Regions from separate parts of the Mus musculus genome. Here all the other regions are linked to region 1. A link is a contact called in public Hi-C, HiChIP or PLAC-seq and promoter capture Hi-C data. All regions are on one chromosome and are shown on one strand. Each heading gives the region's core, a stretch centred on a gene start, on an enhancer-like site or on the middle of the called end of the contact. The rest is flanking DNA. Distances are from core to core; before and after follow the strand shown.

Region 1 (5,910 bases), core at 1,694-4,193:
ACTTAACTGAAGCAGCTCCATCTACAGCAGCACAGACACTCAGGGGGATAGAGAGACATCTGTCATCTTGTTAGCTGCCCTGGACTGACATTTTCTTCTACTTGGAGTTTTTTCTGTAGATTGGTGTGGGACTCCTTGCAGGGCTCCAGCTGATCCTGACTCTAGTGTTCTCCATACAGCACTTGCTGTTCCTGAGCCCTGGGAACTACTGTCTCACCTAAGATTTCTAAAGCTACAGGTCGAGGGCACAGACACTAGAGCCTCAGGACTAGCACCTAGCGTTAGGAGCCCAGGCTCCCAAGGAGGTAGGTGGCTGATCGGTTCCCAGTCAGGTTTCTCATAAGCTCAGTGACCTTGAGCTACATGTCTGATCCGAGTCTCTGTTTCTTCACTTATGACATGACATGACCTGTGGGGATTTCATGAGGAACCACATGGGATGGTGCTCAGCGGGGCTGGTCCAGGAGGCACCAAGTCACGGAGTCTCTTTCCCATGAGGCAAGAAGAAAGGACACAGCTGAGGCGGACAGTTAACCACACCCCTCAAGACGCACCACGCCCAGCTCTCTTGCAGGCACCACATGCCTGACATCTCCGGATTTTTCTGCAGTCAGAAATCCCTCTAACTTGTCCTGTCAGACAGAGACCTATAAAAAGCTTACCCACACTGTTATTTTAAGGGATGCCATCACTACGTCTCTGCCTGGGGGTCTCTGCTGGAACAGCCCTGGTTCCCACGGCCTGTGGCTTCCAAGGGTAAGGAGGAGGAAGAGGGCCACAAGGCTGTGCAGAGGTGGGGGCTGCATTTTCACTATGCGAGGGGCCTTTCCATCCTAGCCCTGTCCCTCCCTCTCTCTTTTGCTCCCAGGACCTCTTGGGAGAGTCTTTGTGGACGAGGAAGCCATGTGGGACTGCATTTTCCCCCAAGGTCACACGGTAGCTGGCAGTTCTCCCTTGCCCAGCTCTGAAGCCTCAGACCACCTGCTGCCTCCCCTCTCATTAAGCTCCTCCCCCTCCTGCTCTCCCTCCCCCTCCTCCCCCTCTTTCTCCTCCCCCTCCTCCTTCTCTTCCTCCCCTATCCTTCCCCTCCTCTCCTTCCTTCTCACCTTCCCCCTCCTCCCCCTCCTCTCCCTCCCCCATTCTTCCCCTTCTCTTCCCCCTCCTTCCTTTCTTTCCCCTCCTTCCCCTCTCCTCTCAATCCCATCTCCCTCCTCCCTCCCCTCCTTCTCCCCCTCCTCTCGTTCCTACCCTAATTCTTCCCCCTTCTCTTCCCCCGCTTCCCCCTCCTCTCCCTCCTCCCCCTTCTCTTCCCCCTCTTCCTCCTCCTCCCCCTTCTCTTCCCCCTCTTTCCCCTCTTCTCCCTCCTATCCCAATTCTTCCCCTCCTCTTCCCCCTCCTCCCCCTCTTCCCCTCCTCCCTCCTCTTCTCCCTCCTCCCCTTCCTCCTCCCTCTCCTCTTTCCTCTCTGATTCCTCCCTTCTTCTCCTTGTTGCATCCATTCCTCTCTTGCCACTCTCCTCTAGGCCTCCCTCCTGAAGACCCCCTGCCTCACCTGTGTGTCCCGTGAGTCTGCTTTCAGACAGTGTTCTCTGTCTCCCGCAGTGTCCTTGAGCTGCAATAACCCATCTAGGCAGAGTACCCTCAACCCTAAAGGAAGAGCACCGCCCACGCAAAGTGCAGGGCAGCGCAGGGGTGTGGGCACCACGCTGCTGAGGCTTACACTGTACTTTGGTTTAGTTCTAACAGAGACTTTTCCCTGTGCACCATCCTTCCTGCTGTTACATACATGCACACACTTTAAACATTTGCGTACATGTATGTATGTATGTATGTATGTATGTATGTATATGAGTGTGATGTGTGTGTTCACGTGTGTAAGTGTGCTGTGGCATAGGTGTGGAGATCAGTGGACAACCTCAGGTCTCAATCCTCACCCTCAACCTTATTTTAACAGGTCCTCTTATGTGCTGTGTGTACTCTAGCTAGCTGGCCATAGAACTTCCAGGGACCCTCCTGTCTCTGCCTCCCATCACTGGGCAAGATCCCTGGGCTGGCAAATCCTTGTTCTTGCGTTGGGTCCTGCCTGGGTTCTGGGCATCCATTCTGCCTTCTCATGCTTGCAAGAAAAAAAAAAATCTATGTGACCACTGAGCTCTCCAGCCCCATTCCACTGACAAACGGCAGCTGTAACTTGTCAGATGTCAATCATAGGGAGGCTCTGGGCGATGGAACCCAGGGTTTTATGAGTGTCACATGGTGCTCTGCCACCAGGCTAGCCCAGCCCAGTGTGTTTTCACACACAGGTGGTCCTCCATAGTCCTGTCAGTCTGAGAGGAGCATCTTTTCAGCCTCTAACCACTTCCCTGCTGCCGAGAGGTCCCGGCCCAACAGTGGTCTGGACCACACATAGCTGTGGCCTAAGAACTGAACCAGGAGGAGCTCATTTTGCGACCTGTGCCTCAGTTTCCTGATCTGACAGTGAAGCTCCCGTGTCTCCCTTAGGCAGCAGCTGCAGAGTAACCCCGCATGTGGGTTGCAGCGGCTGCTTAGCCAAGAAGGTGCCGCCAGCATCAGGCTGCAAAGTTCCCGTGAACCCAGGGCTGTGGTGCAACTGTCAGCTAGGCCCAAGCCCCCAGCCCCGGAGACCCCGGAGCCAGGCTGCATCTCGGGGAAATGAGGCCCGGTGGCCCCTGACCCCAGCCTGCAAGAGGCTAACCCCCTCCCTGGCCCCTCGGCTGTGAGGCTGCCCGCCCGGACCATTCATGGGTTTGTATTATAAGATGACTGCCGTCGCCATGGCAACATGAAAGGAGCCGATCTCATTACTGAGGCCCGGACACATTATTTTCTCCAAGGAATTTCTTCTTTTCATTATTTCCCTCCAAAGGTCAGCTGTCCTCTCAGGCGGGGCGGGGGCTGCGGGGGTGTCCACGAAAGGTGAGCCGATTCGGGGCCCAATTCCCCGGGTGGAATTTACAAGCGTTTTGCCTTCTCCTCCTGATCTAACACCAGCTTAGAGAATTTCTTCAAACCAGCCTTTCTCTTTAACCCCTGCGGCTCCGGCAGACAGCAGCCCAGCCATCCTTGCTAAGTTCCTGAGATTCCCTCCAGGGTCTGGGCTTTTCTCCAGCACGTGGCTCCCTGCTACCATCCGAGAAGTCCCTGATGCTGAGGTCTCTGCTGACTTGCCCCGAAGGATTGCCGACACACGGACATTTATGTCTTCCCCACAGGGAAAAACACCCCATTAGAAGGTAACACTAATGCGGGGGCGGGGGTGGTGGTGGCGGGGAGTCCATATCCTCGCTTGGAATGCAGAGTGTGCTGCAATTCAGAGACTGATAGACCTGCTAACATCCCTATCAGGCTGTGTGCCCTTGGGCAAGTAGCTCCCTGTTTCTGGGCACACTTTGCTCATCTGTGAAGCAACTCTATGTTGGTGTGTACCCAGGGAATGAGCAGAAATCATGAGCAGAGTCTGGCTGGCACCCAGGAACAGTAAATACCAAGGATTGATGATCGTATTTTGGTGTGTTTCTATCCATTTCTCTCTGTGTGTCAGCTGTCTGTAACTGTGAAACAAACAGCCCCGAGACTTGAGACTCGTTACCGGGAAGCAGCGATAACTCGGTATTAGCTCGTGCAGTTTCTGTGGGTGGAGGCCTCTGCATCCGTCTCTGGTGGGTCCTGAAGTGGCTGCAGCTACCCAGAAGAGGGAGGCAGAGGCTGGGATGGTTCTTCTGATATCTGGCCTCACAAGTCAACCGTATCTTGTGTCTATCTGCCTTACTCTGTGTCCAATAGGCAGAAATTTGGTTCCCCCATAGGATCTTCAGGGAGCTGCAGTGACACCAGAGGAGGGCTACTGGAAATGGCACCAGGACATCATATTCGGTAAGACAGGATCAGGGTGGACACCCATTCTACAGAGGGAAAACTGAGGCTCTGGACAAAAAACAGTGGCTTGCCCCACTGGCTTCCCACAGGCTCTAGATTCTTCCTTCTGTCTCAGTTTCTCATGGGGCCAGTCATTCAGCTCACCAGATTCTCTATCTGGGACACTGGAGGATTGTCTGCCCCTGTGTGGTGGGTACTCAGAGCTGGGGGAGCTCCCAGCCTCTCCATGGGAATTCTGGCACGTGCAGCGAAGATGATGATGTGTAGCTGTGATGTTGATGATGTGTGTTTGTTGACAGTTGGACGATTGTCTACCTCACAAGACAATAAATGGCTGCCAGAGGCAGAAACGTCAAAGTCAGTCATACAGATCTCTCTCTCTCTCTCAAAAAACAAAACAAAACAAAAACCAAAAAACTAACTCATGCTCTTGCATCTCCTACCTCCTGTGAATGATGCTTGGACTGAGTTTACAGGTTTCTGGCGGTGACTCAGCAGCCCATGAGGAACAGGGTCACCATGACTTAGCAGGGCTTAAAGGATGGGGTCAGCTCAGATTCTTTGGAACTGCCAAGGAAGGTGGTGGAGGAGAGAGATTGATTGATTGATTTTGAGTCTTGGAGGAAAGGCTGAGCTTATCCCCACCTCAAGGACCAAGAGCAAGCTTGGTCTGTGGGCATACATATGGACGGCTTGTTGGCAGCTTGCTCCTTGGCTCAGTTGGACTGCTGGTTCCTGACTAACAAAAAGAGACTGGGTTTTGGGCTCAGAGACTGCTGGGATAGCACATGAGAATGCAGATGTTCTGGAGGGCCTTAAAGGTTCCAGCTCATTAGGTTGGTGCCTAAGGATCAGCATTGTTTTAAAGATTTATTTATTTTTGTTTTATGTGTATGGGCATTTTGCCTGTGTTTGTCTATGCACTGCATGCATGCTTGGTGCTCCCCAAAGCCAATAGGGGACATCAGAGCCTCTGGGACTGGGGTTAGACGGTGGTAAGCTGCTATATAGGTACTGGAAATTAAGCCCTGGCCCTTTGGAAGAGCAGCCAATGCTTTTAGCAACTGTGACATCTCCAGCTACCTTCATCTTAACCATTTACCTTCTCGTCACAAACAGTGGAGTAAGGGCCACTCTGGGTAAAACACCCCGCATGGAAGAGCCCACCCTGTGGGTGCTGTTACCTCAGCCTCACTGGCTCCTAGCAACATTAAGGTTGAGAAGAAATTCATCTCTGGGAAGCCATCCCCAATTCCCTCTATCGTAGAGCAGGTGATAATAGTCCTGTCCCTTCACCTCGTCGTACCTCATGTTACCAGACTTGATTTCTCACAGTCGTACAAAGAAAGTTAGGTGTCCAAGTCCTCTGCCTAAAGGTGGTATTTATAATGCAGTAGCCATCTATCCGTTCATCTACCAATCCATAAATTTATCCACCCACCCACTTACCCAGCCATACTTGCATTCACCTATCTATTCACCTATTCTTGCATGCGTCCTTCAATCCACTCATCTCTACATCCATTCATCCATCTGTCCATCTGTCCATCCATCCATCTAGCTATCCATCCACCAATCCATCCATCCACTTGTCTGTCCATCCATCCACTCATCTGTCCATCCATTCATCCATCCATCTACCTACCCATTCATCCATTCACCACCTACCTACTTATCCATTCATCTACCCATCCATCTGTCCATCCATCCATCCACCCACCCACATATCCACCCACCTGCCCACTCACTCATTCATCCATCATCCATACAAACATCCATCCACTCAACTGTCCATCCATCCACCCATCCACCCATCCACCCACCCATTCATTCAGTCATTCATCCATCCATCCATGCATCCACCCATCCATCTATCTAGGTCTATATTGTGTGTCTTCTGCATGTTGGGTGCTGAGGCAAAGCAGCCACTGGAGCAGGTGTTCACATCCTTTGCCCTAAGGCACCCACAATACTAAGGGGAAGATGGGTCAAACAAACCAAGACACAGCTGTAT
Region 2 (5,910 bases), core at 1,302-3,801, 470 kb after region 1:
ACCCTCCCCCATCTCCCTTCCTTTCAATTTTCTAGTGTTCCTGAAGAGAGCCCCCAGGATTGGCTTATAGTTTTTGAATGTACAAAGGGGATGTTCTATGCCCTGTACCACTATTCCTCATGCTGGAGTGGAAGTAGTATTTCCAGAAAGGCTCTGTATGAGGTCAATGACCTTTCCTGGAGTAACAGGGAGGATTGTGGTCTGATCCTGAGTCAGACCCAACCTTCCCTCTGCCTGATTACCTTTCCTCAAGAAATGGCTCTTCCCTAAGCCTCAGTCTCCACATCTGTAGAAGGGGCTGCAGCGGTGAGCTCAGAGCTACAGAGCTAGGCTCATAGGAAGTGTGGGACATCTGTGTGGTCATCTGAATATGAGCTATCTCCTCAAGGTCTGTACTCTGAGTATTATTATTTTAGAAGGTTCTGGAATGTTTCAGTAGTGGGTGTGATTGGAGAAAGTGGTCACTGGCAGAGTGGGACTTTAGGGGAATTCCTGCGCCCTAGCTCCTTCCCTCCTCTCCCTTCCTGTTCATGAGGTGGGCCATCTCTTCCTTTACACTGCCACCACTATGGACAGAACCTCTGAACAAAACAAGCCCTTCTTCCCTTAAGTGACTTTTGTCATGGCAACAAGAACAGCAACAGGTACCTGCCTTCTGCTCTCAGTTATGCAGTGGGCTCAAGGGTGTAGGGGATGGTGGCTTCCTCTCACAGTGCACAGCCAGCCAGCACAACAGAGGTCCTTCTCGGGTCAGGTCCCAACACAACAGAAACCAGAGACACACAGCCATGTGTTTCTGGGAACAGGGAGGCTGTCCCAGTGAAGTCACATGGGGAACATACAACCACAACAGTAAGAGCTTGAGAACGAAGGCTAAACCTCTGGGTCATTTACTCAGAACAGTGGCTCACAGCCTCTGTCTGTTTCATTTCCCTGCAGATCAGAGCTCACACCTCTGAGATGAGACAGGTACAACCCAGGTTCCAGAACTTAAAACACAGGAAAACTGAGGCTAACCCACATTCTGGACAACACACATCTCCATGCAGGTGTCCTATGACCCGGAAGTGGATGCAGGCATTTTCCACTGACAGCTGTTGGGAAAGAAGCAGCTTAGGCCATAGAATGCTTTTCTTGTCTTATGGCTCAGGATATAGTTGCAAGGTGGTGGCTACAGTTTCAATTCCTCTTTTTTTGTGGAATTTTGCACTTGAGTGTGACAGTGCTTTTTCCTCTGAGTCTCCTGTAGCCAGTCAAAATATGTTTTGCTAACTCATGGTCTTGTGGAGTTTCTCAGGATCAAGGAAGTCATAAACCCAGGCACCGGGCTTTAATGATGAGGAGTCAGTGAAAACGTATTGCTCTCAAACACAACTTTTGAGTATCGCCCTTTCTCTGCCCTCCCAGCTCTGTTTCTCTTGCCCCACCCCTGTGTGTGTTTCTCTTCCTCTCTCCCTCTCTTCCCTTCCCTGTTTCTTGCTCCTTCTCCCCTACCCTCTCTCCTCTTCCTCCCTCTCTCCTCTTCTTTCCTCTCTCCTTTCCCCCTCTACTCCCTCTCTCCTCCCCCCTCTCTCCTCTTCCTGCCAAGGGGACCAAGAGATAAGCAGTGTTCTACAGAGGCACAGTCCCCAAACACCCAGGGAGTGTCTGCACCTGCGGGTTCCAGTCCGGGAGGCACTGGAGTCTGCTGGAGGCAGAAAGCAAGGATGAATATGGATCAGAGCTTTCTGCCATAGCATGGTGGGAGGAGGTCTAGATCTGCAAGTAGATAGCGGGCTGCCTATTTGGTAGCTTCAGTGAACTTTAGGTAGGGGCAGTCCTGGGTTACCCACTGCCCATCTGTGCTAGCTACTTTTATGTCAACTTGAGACAAACCTAGACTAATCTGGAAAATGGGAATCATAACTGAGAACTTTCTCCATAGGACTGGCCTGTGGGCAAGGATATAGGGTATTTTCTTGATCGATGATTGATGTGGGAGGGAGGGAGCAGCCCTCTGTAGATTACGCCATCCCTGGGTAGGGAATCCTGGGTGGTATAAGAAAGCATGAGCAAGCCATGGGGAGCATGCCAATAAGCAGCATTCTTCTATGGTGTCACTTCATCTCCTGCCTCCAGGGTCCAGCCTTGAGTCCCTGCTGACTTACCTCAGTGATGAACCATGATGCAGAAAAGTGTAAGGTAAAATAAGCCCTTCCCCTTCACAAGTTGCTTTTAGCCACCATGTTTCAGCACAGCAACAGAAACCCCAGCTAAGTAAGTAAGGCTCAGGATGACTCAGCGCAGGCTGACTCCCGGTTGAGGACAAGGCCCCCCAGGTGGTAGAATCCTGGTAAAGTGAGCAGGTGGGTGGGGTCGTGCTGGGATCCAGCTGGTTTGCCCCTGTCTGTAGAAACCAGCTGATCTGGAAAGAGCAGTCTATCCCCAGGCCCAACAGTCCCCAAGATGCCAAAACACAGAAAATAAAATTACGGTTTAAAAACCCTAGTGAATACTTCCCAGTTCCCTGTCTCCGTTCCTCTTTCCTCCGCCCATTCTGATTCTCTCCTGCCTCTCAGAGACTTGCAAAGAGATCTTAATCACGTGCACTCAAGCGGTTATAAAAGAGCTGAGAAAGATGCCCGGGAAGGGTGGAAGAACATCAAGAGCCACCAGGGAAGGAGAACCCCACTGATGGGCGACTAGATGCAGTTTCTGTCCACCAACGAGAAGCCCCATCCCTGCAGATCTGTGTACAGCATCCCTCCCCTGCTCTGGTACTGGTATCTGCCCGATCCCCAGACCTTCCACCGTCCCATGGGTTGGCTGTTTTACCCAGACCTAGAATTACCCAAATCCCCTTAAATACATGGTTGCAAATGAGGACGGTGGGGTGTGGGGGGGAGGGCAATAATTGTGACAGTAACTCACAGGGCCAGGCCTGACACGTCTCTAATTGCCTGCTAAAATTGTCGCTGTCTCCTAAAGTGCAAATTATCACCCGAAATGACAAGAGTAATGAATGAGGGGACTCTGATGTAATGCAACAATTAGCCCTCAAAGACACTGTCTAATGCGGAGAGGCAGGGCTCCCACTCCTCGTTATTAAGTGCCTGATAATTATTTAATTATCTATCTGCCAGCATGATTACTTGGTTTATTTAGCTGCAGATGTGGGCAGGAGCGTTAGGGTTTAAGGTCAGAGGAAGCCACCCCAACGCCGGCCACCACCTAGGCAGCTTGGGTGTTAGGGGCTACTCCTTGTCTGACACCCCTAAATGGCTCTGGCAGCCTGAACGCAGGGTCAGAAAATTGTTCCTTCTTCATACCCGGCTCTGACTCAGAGGCTGGGGCCCTGGAAGACCAGCGCTGAGGAGCTCGGTGTTCCTCATTGTAGGCAGGAGGACATGACTATCCCCACCAACCTGACTGGTGCTTCCCCCAAGCTGGGCACAGGGCCAAGTCTCACAGCAGAGTAAGCTCATGTCATCATCTTCATGTAAGGAGACAGTGAAAGCTGGAGAGGAGAGCAGGAGAGAGAGAGAGAGAGAGAGAGAGAGAGAGAGAGAGAGAGAGAGAGAGAGAGAGAGAGAGAGACTCTCGACCAAAGTCCCAGGGTAAGTGGAAGGTTGAGTGATCTAGGGTCCTCTCACTATCCCAGAACCACTTGGCCAACAAGAGGGCATCGACACATGGGTGGGTCCAGGCTTATGCTTGGCAGAGCATGGGTGAGGACTGGAGAGGGTCAGTACCCCCTCTTTCATATCACAAAATTAATGATGGGCAAAGAAGGAAGGGACCTGACCCATCTGCCCATTGGAGGGTGCTCCAGGAGGAGACACTGTGGGCTGTTCGAGGGGCTGGACACCAGCAAAGGTGCCTAGGAATTATAAAGGTTCAGCCCTCCGGTCATCTGTTTCCTCATCTGTGAAGACAGACATCTTGTCAGGGATGGGGGATGCTGGAGACTGGAGCAACAGGAAGACTAAGTCCTTGGGGTAACCACAGCTCACAACGGTAGATCACCCTACCCCGCCTCAGCCAGGACAGGACATGAGCACACAAAGATGACAGATGTCTGATGTGATGAAGATGCTGATCACCCTGGCTCCATCGTTATGCGTGACACGCATGTATCAAAACACCACACGGTATGACACGAGTATGCATAATCATTACACGTCAATTAAAATAAAAATTAAAAAAAAAAAGCCCTCAGCATCAGGCACCCTCCGTGAAGCATGCTGTGGAATTTCTCTGATAAATGTGTTCGTTCGTGTCTGTCACCACCCAGTGGACTGATCTTGCTCCCACCTTTCCAGACACCCAACCAGAAGAAAAGCTCTGAGGGCGTCAGGGGCCTTGGTTCTTACTCTTGGGCCCATTCCCCTACACAGCAGGCCTGGTGTGCTCTTCACAGATACTTTGTATCTTAGTGACTTTAACACTTTGTATCTTAGTGACTTTAAAGATACTTGCTTCACACCCTGCCCCCACTTTCAGAACATGAAGGCTCCAATACCTAGCCAACAGCTCAAGTGTGGGACAGCTTCCCAGGTCTGCATTTTGGAAGGAGAAATCTGATTGGCTCAGGTGGTTTTCCACTCTCCAGGCTCATCCATACCACCTCACATTTCCTGGCACATTTGTGCAATGTCCACTTTCTTTGTGTCTCAGGTCTCTGTGGGTTGGCGCTCTCTAGCTGGAGCAATCACCAGGTTGACCACACATGGAGCTGAGACAGCTCTAGGTCCCTGTGCAATGGCATTTTAGGGGCTGTGGCCTTACAGCTGGTGTCCTGTCTTCTCCAGCTGTATGACACTCTGGTGGCCCAGTCCCTCCCAGGGTCATCTGCAAGCAAAGGAGATCTCTGATCCACTTTGACTAGGTCAGTGACCATGTTCTGCCATGGTACAATGAATGAATCCAGGAGCAAAAGAATGGATGGGTGAATAAATGAATGAATGAATGAATGAATGAATGGACTTTCACAAACACAAAATATGAATAAATGAATCAGAGCCACACACATTCTCAAGTCATTTCTATAACACATATTAAAGTGATCTCCAGGGAGACCAGGACCTGGGATGAGACAGAGCCAGATGTGAACTCCTGTCTATTCAGTGACCAACATCAGACCTCGTGGCCTGGGCCTCAGTTGTCCCATCTGTCAGGTCTGGGAAGTACCTGCCTCCTCCCCTCACAGTGCACCCAGGCTGCATATTTCTGCTGTATGGTACCTTAATTCTGAAAACATTTTGGGATAGCCAACGCGTTTCTAAAGCAGAAATCTACATCCTTCATCCTGTCTGGGCAACCACTTAGGTGGAGCTGTGGGGAGAGCCTCGGTGTCTGCAGGAAGACTACTCACCTGCTGTGAGGCAGACTTGGAAACCCAGACATAGCAGGCAGACAAGCTTCCTTCCCACCCTGTGTCCCACCCTGTGTCCCGCGCCCAGCCCAGCTCAGGGTACACTGAGGTTTTTTGTTATTTGTGGTAGACCTCCTCCTATGCCGTGGCAAACACAAGACTTTATAAATATTTCAAATGCTAATAATTTGTGTGGTCCCTGCTTAGACTTTTAAATGAATCTAAGGGCATTTCTCCAGAAACCTGCCATGCTACAGCAGAGAAAGAAACACTACTGCCTTTTTTATGAGACAGGGCTCTATGGAGAGAGAAGACAGAGGTGGCAGTAGCAGATATGGACACTCATATCTCTCCCACCTACCTAGCAGGACAATGGCTGTCAAAACCCAGTCCCTGTATCAGAAAATCCAACGATTAGTACTCCGTAACTGTGTTATAAGATACTCCTGGGTTCTGATCCCAGCTGCTGAAAACCTGGGCTGTGTCGCCTCAGGCAACTGTCTCTACCTCTCTGAATCTTTGTTTCCTTTTTATGTAAAGTAGGATCTAATAAGGTT
Region 3 (5,910 bases), core at 2,125-4,624, 420 kb after region 1:
TTTCGGAGATGCACATGGCAACGATGGGGGTGTGGGGGTGGGAGCAAAATCCCATGTGAGCCCAAGCTTGGAATCTCCCATGCCTTTCTTATCTGTCACATACCCAGCAGGGCTCCTTCCTGAGACCTAAATAGGATAAATAGGATGTTTGGTCAGTTTTACAAGCTCAGGACTGGGCTCTCAGGCTGTGATATTAATATCAACATGACATTTTGGGGGGAACAAACAGAAAGAGAAGTGTATGGTTCAGTAGTGTTGTGTTTGTGTGTCAAGTTAATAAGAAGTTAATTATGTTAGCTGAGGGTCTTAGTCAGGGTTTTACTGCTGTGAACAGAAGCCATGAAGGACAACATTTAATTGTGGCTGGCTTACAGGTTTAGAGGTTCAGTCTATTTTCATCAAGGTTTGAGCACGGCAGCATCCAGGCAGGCATGGTGCTGGAGGAGCTGAGTGTTCTACATCTTTATCTGAAGGCCACTAGGAGAAGACGGGCTTCCAGGCAGCTAGGGTGAGGGTCTTAAAGCCCATGCCTACGGTGGCATACCTACTCTAACAAGGCCACACCTCCTCCAACAAGACTACACCTACTCCAACAAGGTCACACCTACTCCAACAAGGCCACACCTTCTAATAATGCTACTCCCTGGACTAAGCATATCAAACCATCATATTGAGTTTTCATCAACTTGATATCAGCTGAACTCAACTGGGAAAGGGGGCCTTGACTGAGCAAATCAGGTTGCCTGTAGATAGGGAGTTTTCTTGACTGATGTGGGGAGGCCTAGGCTGTACCCATATACCCACAGTGTATATGGGTGGCACCACCACCTGGGCAGGTGGTCTTGGATTGCATAAGAAATCAGTCTAACTAAGTCATGGGGAGCAAGCCAGTAAGCAGCATTCCTCCATGGCCTCTGCCTCAGTTTCTGCCTCCAGACTCCTGCCATGAGTTCCTGTCCTGACTTCCCTCAATGGTGGACTGGGACTGGGACACATAAACCCTTTCTTCCTCAAGTTACTTTCTGTCCTGGTGCTTATCACCACAGTAGATCCCTGCTAGGACACAAGTCCATACCCAGCCCTAGTTCCTGCATCTGTGTCTGCATCCTGGCTCACCTAATGTGAACTGCCCACCCTTCATGTTGCTGAGTGACTTTTCTAAGGAATCTTTTTCTACTCACTCCATCAGAGGGACAGCTACAGACCATAGAAAAGCTTCTATCCAAGCCCGGCTAGTGAGCCGATGAGTTTATTAGGGTCCTTTTTGATAGCACAGGCAAATTGGGTAGAGGAAGCACTTAAAAACAAAACAAAACAAAACTGTCCAGCATGGATATGAACTGGCAAAACTGTATATGACTGGAGTTTCCAGGACAACTTGCAGGCAACTCCATCTAAGACTCTCTTCTCAGACCACAGCGATCACTCACATAACCTATGATTGGGCCTCTAAGCCTGGCAGCTCCGTGAGATTTCCTGTGGGCTCATGGGTCTCTGAGCCCCCAACCAGCTCCAAGGGAGAATGTTAAATTCCAAAGCACACATGCACAGTGCTCCTGTGGCCTCACCCTAATCCCAGCTGTTCACTGTGCCTTCCTGCCATGGCTGACAGAAATCTCTCAGAGGGAGCTAAAACCATTCTTTCCTTCCTTAAGTCCCTTCTGTGAAACACTGTGGCCACTGCAGCACAAAGGTAACCAGCACGCTGCACACTCTTTAGATAAAACAAAACCCAGTAATAGTTGCCATTGTCTGGAGATCTCATCAGAGCCTTAAATCCTCCTTACTTTTGAGCTGATTTATTTACAAATAAATCAAAGGGGCTGATTTCTTTACAGCCAGAGAGTGGTGGGTGGGTGGTACTCCACAGGCCAATCTTTTCCCTCTACTTTAACGCCTGAGAATTCTCTGTGAGTTCCCTGCAGACAGGCAGCATCTGTGACTGGCCTGACCCCAGTTTCTGTTCCTGCAGCCTCAGATCCCTGCTTGGAAAAACCGTGCTTCCAGGGAATAAGTAGAGAATTGCAGGTGGGCTATGGTGGGGACACTCAGAGGAATCCTAGGTCCCAGCTGCCTCTTTGAGTTGGAATGGAACCAGGCTCCATCCAGTGTCTCCTTATTAAGCTAGTTGAATTCTCCTCCCATGAAAGGAGAGGATGAGAGGGGATTTAGAAAGAAGAGGACAGAATTGCAGAAGCAGAGAGGAAAGGGGTGAAAACTAAGAAACAAATGGAGGGTGAGAGGGACACCCCACCAGGGACCTCCACGGCCGGCCTGAGTGTCCTTCCCCCCCCCCCCCCCCGGTTCAGGATCACCACTGCATAAAAATGACTAGATGAGGCTATGGCCAGGCTGAAGAAGCAACTGTGGTTGAGTGAGATGGGTATTATAATAGATGAAGGACCAATGAGGACAAGCAAGATAAGGTGCCAAAGCAGACATTACTAGTTGATCACTGATATCCCCCCTCCCCATCACCAGGATGGGAAATTTCCTTGCCTTCCTGGTACTGAGAAATGCAGAATTTTCATGAAAAATAAGACCTATCTACCCCTCCCCTATGCTTCAAGGATTTTTACCTGATGTTGAGTTGCATACATACATGTCTGGGGGATAAGGACCTAGATAAACAAGTCAGTCGATCTTTGTGGTTGGCGAAGGTGGTGCAAAACATGGAGTGAGTGGTCACCAGAGAGATATCCTCTGAGCTGATTAAGCAAGAGCTCAAAGAAGCTGGTTTCTTTATTAATGGTGACCAACCAGAGTGTGGAGGGCAGAATGGGTGGCTCCTCACTGACCCGTCTTCCCCCTCTGCTTTAACAGCTGAGCACAAGTCACTGTGAGCCTCCCACGGGTCAGCCAGGAAGAAAGGGTCTCTAGGGAACCATCCCCTTCTTGACTCTCAAACCCTTCCCCAGGTCTCACTGTGGCATTCTTAAGAGACCCAGGGGACTTAGACCAATCATGTCTCCTCTCTGATAGTCTAATTCCATACTAAAGAAAATAAAGACATAGACCTTCTATTAAAGAGGTCAATGTGTGTCATCCACACCAAATAAGTCTCTCCCTCGGCCAAAGCAGACATTACTAGTTGATCGCTGATTCCCACACACACACACACACACACACACCCCTACTATGACCAGGATGGGAAATTTCCATGCCTTCCTGGTACTGAGAAATGAAGAATTTGCATGAAAAATAAAACCTGTCTGCCCCTCCTCAAGGCACAATATGCTGTGAGGGTTTTTACCTGATGTCGAGTTGGAAAGAACCCCCATTCTCTATTTTGCCCTGCAACTCAGGTTGACCTCATTGTCTATTGTATCCCCAGTACAAGAATCCCCACAGAAGCCACCTCACTGTCCTCACAGTGTGAGTCTACATGCCAAGCCAGGGGCTCAGTGCACGCACGCGCGGTGTGCACACAGTGTATGGGCCACTCCACTCTCCCTCTCCCTCCCTCTCTCCTGCCTGGACACAATTATGTTAAAAGAGCAATTAGCGACCTCTTAAGCCTGATGGCCTACTCCCCCATTAATCTCTTGCAATTATAAACCCCAAATCTTCACAACAATTGGTCCCAGATGCCCACTAGAGGGAACGCTAATCGCCTCTTTCCCAGCTGAAACCAGCTGTTCGGCTTCAGTTTCTGGGTCAGGGAGAGAGATGAGAGGTCACACGTGGCCGAACGGTCAGATGCCGCCTGGGTGGAGATCCTGCAGAAGAGACACCCTTAGGGGCCTCGGGAGCACCCTGGGAAGGCATCTCTCTTTACTTTGGCTGCCTGCACACCCGGGTCTGCAGTCAGCCTGGGCCGGTATCTCCCCGCACTCCGAGCCACTCTGATTCCTCATTATGAACACACGCTAATTACTGCAGATAATTAGCTCTTCACAACCACCCGGCCGAGGCGCTCCAGACAAAGAGGCTCAGGAGGCTGTGGACATGGCTGGTCGCCTCCGGCCCACAGCCAGCACCAGAGCACCCTGCCAGCTGACCCTAGGTTTGGGGGAGGAGGCGTGAACTAAGGTGAAGGCCTAGGTCAATGGCGCTTAAGGCGCACAGCCCCTGCTGCTGCGGGCAGAACCGATTCAGACCTCAGCACTGCAGCTAATTAAATCAATATGAGATAATGAACGGCAATTAGAGGTCCAGCTAGGCACATCTTCTCTTGTAAATACTGTTTCTCTCCCAACGGGGAGCTCTTTCTTAATAATCTGTTTGTGTTTCATTTCCAGGAACTGTAATTCCCCTAAGAAGCTCCTGGGGAAGTGATTTGTTTGTCTGTATAACCACGAAACCCGTTCCTCTGGACTCGCCTGCCACTGCCTCTGCACATACATGATCGGCTTCTTACTATTTTAGGTTTCTTTTGGTTTGTTTTAATTTCTGACCTGTCCAGGGAGCCCATGCAGAGGTCTCAGCCCTCAAAGAAAACACCAATAAATCCCTGAAAGGGGTGGGGGGGGGGCAGGGGGAAAGGTCACAGGGCCGAGGACTCCCATTACATGGAGGGGAAAACTGAGGTAAGGCAACCACAAGAGTGATGAGCCAGTCAGGTAGTCTCCTCTGCCATTCAGACTCTCACCCCACCCCCACCTGGTACCCGGGGTCATGATAAGAAGCCTTCTGCCCTCCAGGAGCTAACAAATTTGTCTAGCAAGACAGACTAAGGCACATAACAATTAGAGAGCAATTAGGCACCTAATTGTGTGGTACCAATAAGCTCGGGGTTCAGTGAGGGTTCGGGGACTAGGGAGAAACAGCAGCATCAGGGCCCGGGCCTCTTCGTTTTCAGTGTTTCCCATCAGACCCTGCTTTCTGAGTCCTGGGTTTTTATTTCTTCACTTAGGGGTTCCATGGTACCCTAAAGTCAATGTGTCTAAAGCAGCCTCACGGCCACCCCACCCCCGCCTAACTGCTCCTGCTCCTCAGCTCATTTCCCTTAGAGAATTAGCCACGCCCACAGCAGAGCTGAAATCAGGCATAAAGAATGGAACTGTGCCCTTTGCAGGAAAATGCATGGGGAATCGACATCATTGCGTTAAGTGGGATAAGCCTGCTCAGAAGGACAAATGCTGCAGAGACATCGAATTTTAATGTGTGTGTGTGCCTCTGTGTGTGTGTGTGCCTGTGTGTATGTATATATGTGTGTGTGCCTCTGTGTGTGTATATAAATATATATGTGTGTGTATGCATATATGTGTGTGTATGCATATATGTGTGTGCCTCTGTGTGTATATAAATATATGTGTGTGCCTCTGTGTGTGTGTGTGCCTGTGTGTGTATATAAATATATGTGTGTGTGCCTGTGTGTGTATATATGTGTATGTGTGTATGTATGCCTCTATGTGTATATATATGTGTATATGTGTGTATATATAAATATATATGTGTGTGTGTGTGCATTGTGTGTGTATATATATGTTTGTATATGTGTGTGTGCTTCTGTGTGTGTGTATAAATATATGTGTGTGTATACATATGTGTGTGTGCCTGTGTGTATAAATATATGTGTGTGTGTGCCTGTGTGTGAGTGTGTGTGTATGTGTATATATGTGTGTGTGTGTGTATATATATATATATATGCATTTGTGGGTGTGTATATAAATATATGTGTGTGTGCCTGTGTGTGTGTGTGTATATATATATATATATATATATATATATATATATATGTGTGTGTGTGTGTGTTTGTGTGTGTGTGTGTGTGTGTGTGTGTGCACTTGTGTACTCACACACACACATCTACTACACGGGAAAAAAGAAAGACTTTATGGGGAAAGCTAGAGGTCTCAAGGGAGGGACACAGAGTCAGGGGAGGGAGCAATGGGTGGAAAAAGACAGACATCACACATTTGTTCTCACAGACTTAAGCATGGATACACATGGAATGGAAACAGAGGA
Region 4 (5,910 bases), core at 2,006-4,505, 280 kb after region 1:
AGTTTTGTTTTGTTTTAGGTTTTGTTTTGTTTTGTTTTGTTGTCAGCTTGACACAAGCTCCAATCCTCTGGGGAAAGGGGACCTCAAGTGAGAAATGGCCTCCAACCGACTTGTAGGCAAGCCTGTGGAGCAGTTTCTCCCCAGCCTGCTTTGGGCAATGCTGCCCCTGGGCAGGTGGTTCTGAGCTGTGTACAAAATCAGGCTGAGCGAGCCATGGAGAGCAAGCAGCTTTTGCTTCATGGCCTCTGTTTTAGTTACTGCCCCACAGTTTTCGTTGGCCTTCCGTTGCTGTCATAAACACCATGACCAAAAGCAACTTGGGGAAGAAAGGGTTTAGTTCCTCTTATAGGTCCCAGTCCAAGGCAGGAACCTGTGACGGTGCCCTGTGATGTGATCGCAGGAATGCCAACAATTTGCTCCTGAGTGAGCCCCTCATGGCACATGCTTCCCCAACACTGGCCTATAAACTGTCCCTTGTTCTAGCCCCTAAGCCTGCAGGACTATCTCACCCAATTGCTGGGTGGATTTCAGTCAGTCCTAGTCACATGACAACCATCTCCACCTCAGGTTGTGACTCTGTGGAGGCTGGGGATCTGGGTGAGGAAGGAGGAGATAGCTGTCTCAGGGAGAGAGTTCTCAGGTGTGCTTCCCTGCTCCTCCTGAGCTGAGTTAGCGTCCTCAGCCCCTGGGGTCCATGAGGTCATTTAGGGGCCATGAGCTTTACTCTGTCGGGGGTAGGACTCTCAGCACCTTGGCAACTACTGGCCTGCATTTTCTCCCCCATGGTGTTGGGTCATGTAACTGGCCAGAGAAGCCTGGACTTCGAGATATTCACAAAGCCATACCTGTGGCTGCGTCCTGGTGCAGAGCTGGGCACAGAACACACACGACCCATGAATATCTCCTGGTGTGTGGTAAATTCATGAGTTCATTTTATCTTAAGACTGGTTTATTTGTATATGTATATTGTGTATGAGTGTTCTGCATGCATACTTTATATTGTATATGTATCTTGTATATGAGTGTTCTGCATGCATATTTTGCACTGTATATGTATATTGTGTATGAGCATTTTGCATTCATATTTTGTATTGTATATTGTATATGAGTGTTCTGCATGCATATTTTGTATTGTACATGTACATTGTATATGAGCAATCTGCATGAATATTTTGTATTGTATATGTATATTGTGTTGAACATTCTGCATGCATACTTTGTATTATATATGAATATTGTATATAAGCATTTTACATGCATATATTATATTGCATATGTATGTTGTATATGAGCATTCTGCATGCATATTATGTATATGAACTACACGTTCTCCTGGTGTGGAGGAGGCCAGAAGAAGGCACCAGATCTCCTGTAACTGGAGTTAAGACTGGTTGTGAGTCACCTCGTGGGTGCCAGAAACTGGATCTAGTCCTTCTGCAAGAGCAGCCAGCATTCTTAAGCAGTGAGCCATCTCTCCAGCCTTGGGGGAGGATGTGAGTCTTATACAGCACTCTGCCTGGTGTGGCCTAACACTGTGTCCTTCTGTGACTGTTCCTTCCCCAGGACCCAGTGTCTAGTTCACACTCTGACCCCATCTGACCTACCTTATATAGAGCACCTTACCCACAGTCTCCATCCATGACACCTAAGATCAGGGATCAGAGATCAGAGGGACAATCCATCTCCCTTCCAAACCTGGCCTCACAGTGTGCCCTTAGCCCCCACAGCCACTCTAGGAAACAACACAAAACAGCCATGTGGCTGTGCTGTACAGGTCTATTCCTATAGCCTCCTGTTGGAAGGGTTCCACCCCAGACCCTGCTGAGCTCATTTCCCATCAACACCTGCAAGAACTCAAAAATCAAAGTGGGCCTAGTGGGGTGAGAGAGGAGGCTCTCTCTCCATGACCCTGCCCTATCCCTTTCAAGAAGCAATGAATCACTTGGTCATCTGTGTTAATCCCATAGAGATCTTACCCAGTAGACTCCTTGCCTCTGCTGAGCTGAGCATTTTGACCACTAAGTTTCCTTGTCCTGCCTGAGACATCAGTTCTTACATGCCTTATCTTCTCTCCTCGCCCCCCCCCCCCAGTCCTTTAGAGTAAGACAACTCTCGTGTTATTGGGACCTTGCAGACAGGCCAGCATATGTTTCTCACCCCAAGGCTGGGAAAGCAAGGGTTTCCAGACACTAATCGATCAGCTCCTCAGAGGTCATGACCCAGATTGGCCTCACAGCCTCTAAGTCACTCGTACTGACCCAGTGTGGACCAGGCATGGTTGGAAGACAGAGAGCCAAGCCTTCTGACTGTAGAATGGACAGGATCTGGATTATGCCTTTGGTCCCTGATCCCTGATCTTAGGTGTCATGGATGGAGGCTGTGAGTGAGGTGCTCTATATAGGGTAGGTCAAGACTGTAGGACTGAGCTCTAGCTACAGGCTCCATCCTCATCCCCTCAGAAAGCTCTGGGTCTGTGAGCTGCTGCAGGGACGTGGGGTGATTGTACCTTGCTTGAGCCAATTCAATGGGGGCGCTGAGGCTGCTGACAGAGCCCCCTGCATCCTCACACACTTGGCATCACTGAAAGATCCTGGGGGGCCCTCCTGGCCAGCATGAAACTTCCCTGTCAATCAGAGCCAAAGCTTGGCTCCTGTAGGGGACGAGGTGGGCCGAGGCAGACTTCACACAGCCAGCCTTGAACCTCGCCTGCTCCAAACTCACACCCACTGACTCAGCCCCCAGGGATTGCCCCCTCTATCTCTGCCCCCACGAAGAAGCCTGTGTATGCCCCAGCACCTACAAAGCCATGTGAGAGCTGACAGGAAAAGCCAGGGTATCTGTTGGGGAGGTGCTGGGTCCTCACTCAGGGGACTCAGGACAGCTGGCCCTGAGAAAGAGAGAGGTCACTCTAGGGGAACAACTTCATAACTACCACACAGCCAGCAGAGCCTCAGCCCTAGGCTCTGGCAGGATCCCTGCACCCTTGCCTTGGTCCTTCTGATGACTCTGGGCTCTTTGTGCTGACTGAGGTGAGAATGGAGGCCAGCTGCCGGAACTTAGACCCTAACAACACCTGTTCAGCATTATTAATCCCCCCATGTATCCTCTGCCATTGTCACTGATCCCAAAGGGTTTGTGTCCCCCACCCCCCTAGAACCTGCTAAAGAAGCTGCAGCATTGGTGATGAAGGCAGGGCCCGGAGACCGAGGAGAATCTGCTGGTAGCCTGTAAGGCGATGCGGTAATTGCTATGGAAACTCCTCATTATAATTCAATAAAAAGAGAGGGAGAAAAAAAAAGTTAAGTTCATTGTGTTACCTGTGACTGTCTTCATGTTCCATACATACATTAGCATGAAATCACACCACACAAAAGGGGTCTGGAAGGTTCAGCGGAGATGGGGAGAGGGAGGGGGGACTCGCTTTGCAAGAGAGCTCCCTTCTTCAAAAGACGAAACAAGGGAACCAGGCAAAATATTTGGGGCTTCTGTACAAAAGGGTGAGCGGCTCACATGTGAGGTAAGGATCTGAGACGTGACAGAAGGGGTCACCCCCTTGGGGTGGGCAGAGAGACGCCACTTGCTTAGTTAAGTGACAGCTATGACGTCATCCGATCGATTAACTTGAGTTTAGGTAGGTGGGACTCGCTCTGGGGACAGGTCCTGGGGACATTTTGGGTGACACTGGGGCAGGTCCACCACCTTCCCTGAAGCTCCTGCTACACTAAATAACACTCACCAGCCTCTGTCCCAGTACCTACCCGGTGCTGGCTGCAGCCTAATATTCAGGGAAGGATGGATATCCATTCAGACCAAAGTGACTGAGCCAAGGGCCTGGAAGGAAGGACTACAGGACACTGGCTTTCTCAAATACCTGCCTCTGGTTCTGGGAGATAAGGAAATGTTCTGAGCGGCTGGTGCTAGGAGCTGCGTGCTGAGAGGAAAGCCACCAAGCCCTTTCTCTGGGATGTGTGTGAAACATTCCATGCTGGGAGTGGGATGGAGGCAGGGGACCAGGCTGGGAAGCTGGTGGGCCTCTGCCAAGCTCTGCACGGGTCTCCCGTGCACGTTGAGTTATCCGGAGTCTTTCTAGTAGTGTGAGTTTGTACATGGTTTATTCCCACTCTCGGCTTCCCTTCGGCCTTCCCCCTTGCCTGGGACTCTGGGATCTGCATTTCTGCAGTGCATGCTGGGGGAACACCAGCCTCTCCCCTTAGGGAGGCACTGCAGGGAGCCTCAAGGCAGCCCAGGTGCCTCTGGCTATGAGCTTTTGACTTCAGCCTCTTGACCCAGACAGCCAGAGTCACAGTAGCTTTTCCACAGTGATGGCCCCTGGACCATTCCCTCTCCAGAGCCTTGCACGGAGCTCCTTACAGCTCTGAGCACTCAGAGTTACCCCTTTGTTTAATTCTTCAAATCCCATTTTTTATCCTGTCACTAAAACCGTTAAGTTATGCACTCTGCACTTGGACCGTGTCTTCCTTTACTTTCCTGTGATAAGACACCAAGTAGCTCGTAGGTTTGAACGTTTGGCTCCCATTTGGTGGAGTATTTAGAGCAGCGGTTCTCAACCTCTGGGTTGTGACACCTTTGTGGGCGGAATGACCCTTTCACAGGGGTGGCCTAAGACCATTAGAAAACACAAATGTTTACATTATGATTCATAACAGTAGCAAAATTACAGTTATGAAGTAGCAACAAAAATAGTCTTATGGTTGAGGGTCACCACAGCATGAGGAATTGTGTTAAAGGGTCACAGTGTTAGGATGGCTGAGAACTAGCTAGAGGATTAAGAGGTATTGTCTCATTGAAGGGGGGGTGTGAAACAAACCCTATGCCAGCTGTGCGCTCGCGCTCTCTCTCTCTCTCTCTGTCTCTGTCTGTCTGTCTGTCTGTCTGTCTCTCTCTCTGTCTCTGTCTCTCTGTCTCTCTGTCTCTGTCTCTCTCTGTCTCTCTGTCTCTCTGTCTCTCTCTCTCTCTCTCTCTCTCTCTCTCTCTCTCTCTCTCAGCTGCCACTGCTGCTCCAGCACCCTGACTGCTGCCTTGCTTCTCATCTTGATGGTCATAGACTCACCCTCTGGCATATGAGTAACCCCAATTAAATTATTTCTTTTCTAAGCTGCCTTGGTCACAATGTCTCTTCACAGCAATAGAACCGTAACTAAGTCAGATACTGTGACCAACTTATAAGAGAATGTGTTCACTTTGGGCATTGGGTTTTAGAGGGTTAGGTTTTATTCACAAGCGTGGGAGGAAGGGAGGGAGGGAGGGAGGGAGGGAGGGAGGGGGGGAGGGAGAGAGAGAGAGAGAGAGAGAGAGAGAGAGAGAGAGAGAGAGAGAGAGAACAGGCAACAGGCTAACAGATCCTGGCCTGGACTTTGGAAACCTCAAAGCCCACCCCTGGTGACACACCTCCAACAAAGCCACATCTTCCAATCCTTTTGAAACAGTTCCTCCACCAAGTGGGGACCAAGCATTCAGATATATGAGCTTGTGAGCACCATTCTCACTTAAAACACACAGAAGGGTTTGTTTGCCTTAGAAAGATGATAGTCCATCCCTGGGGAAAGCCAAGGTGGGAACTCTGGGCAGGAGCCTGCAAACAAGAGCTGAAGCAGAAGAAGTGCTGCTTACTGACTTTCTCTCTCCAACTTGCTCAGCCTGCTTGCTATGTATCAGAGGCATGCCTGCCTAGGGATGACCCCGCCCATGGTGGGCTGAGCACTTCAATTTACAATTATGAAACTGTCCCAGAAAATCACCCACAGACAATCTGTTGGAGGTAATTTCTAGATTGAGATTCCCTCTTCTTTGGTATGTCTAGGTTTGTGTCAAATTGCAAGAAATGAACCAGCAGACAGGGTTGGATGTGAGGCCTGATATACAGAAATTCTTGCTAGGCACTGTAAACCT

Evidence for each region. Promoter capture Hi-C pulls out the DNA fragments that hold promoters and counts their contacts. A called contact is a pair of places that touch in the nucleus more often than the background predicts. HiChIP or PLAC-seq counts read pairs in DNA pulled down with a chosen protein or histone mark.
Region 2: a contact with region 1 is called in an H3K4me3 HiChIP or PLAC-seq map of embryonic basal ganglia, with 5 times the contacts expected there. The contact joins the enhancer-like site here to the promoter of C130026L21Rik in region 1. A contact is called at or near these places in 6 of 39 promoter capture datasets (the 3T3-L1 cell line, the C10 cell line, the SN4741 cell line and 3 more), 1 of 484 Hi-C or Micro-C datasets (cortical neurons), 2 of 115 datasets of contacts at active chromatin or transcription factors (embryonic basal ganglia and embryonic forebrain) and 1 of 9 other capture datasets (embryonic trunk).
Region 3: a contact with region 1 is called in a promoter capture Hi-C map of second pharyngeal arch cranial neural crest. The contact joins the enhancer-like site here to the promoter of C130026L21Rik in region 1. A contact is called at or near these places in 6 of 39 promoter capture datasets (the 3T3-L1 cell line, cranial neural crest, embryonic stem cells and 3 more), 3 of 115 datasets of contacts at active chromatin or transcription factors (embryonic basal ganglia, fibro-adipogenic progenitors and neural progenitor cells) and 1 of 9 other capture datasets (embryonic stem cells).
Region 4: a contact with region 1 is called in a Hi-C map of cortical neurons, with 3 times the contacts expected there. The contact joins the enhancer-like site here to the promoter of C130026L21Rik in region 1. A contact is called at or near these places in 3 of 39 promoter capture datasets (embryonic stem cells, hippocampal neurons and maxillary cranial neural crest), 2 of 484 Hi-C or Micro-C datasets (cerebral cortex and cortical neurons), 5 of 115 datasets of contacts at active chromatin or transcription factors (embryonic basal ganglia, embryonic forebrain, embryonic midbrain and 2 more) and 1 of 9 other capture datasets (embryonic stem cells).

Annotation. Positions count from the first base shown.
Region 1 is chr5:111,578,618-111,584,527 of GRCm38.p6, forward strand. It overlaps C130026L21Rik (RIKEN cDNA C130026L21 gene), which reads left to right and starts at 2,944. Exons shown (of 4, transcript NR_015546.2): 1 at 2,944-3,253; 2 at 3,562-3,679; 3 at 3,804-3,893.
Region 2 is chr5:112,047,705-112,053,614 of GRCm38.p6, forward strand. No RefSeq gene overlaps it. Among named protein-coding and RNA genes, the nearest start is that of Gm30032, 70 kb to the right of the region's middle. Within about 2 kb of position 2,552, at least 20 of the 459 cell types and tissues checked have an H3K27ac peak or open chromatin away from gene starts, as enhancers often do. A contact at or near this core is called in cortical neurons and embryonic basal ganglia, where this site is marked.
Region 3 is chr5:111,998,382-112,004,291 of GRCm38.p6, forward strand. No RefSeq gene overlaps it. Among named protein-coding and RNA genes, the nearest start is that of Gm36794, 55 kb to the left of the region's middle. Within about 2 kb of position 3,375, at least 46 of the 459 cell types and tissues checked have an H3K27ac peak or open chromatin away from gene starts, as enhancers often do. A contact at or near this core is called in embryonic basal ganglia and second pharyngeal arch cranial neural crest, where this site is marked.
Region 4 is chr5:111,854,111-111,860,020 of GRCm38.p6, forward strand. No RefSeq gene overlaps it. Among named protein-coding and RNA genes, the nearest start is that of Gm29935, 36 kb to the right of the region's middle. Within about 2 kb of position 3,256, at least 6 of the 459 cell types and tissues checked have an H3K27ac peak or open chromatin away from gene starts, as enhancers often do. A contact at or near this core is called in cortical neurons, where this site is marked.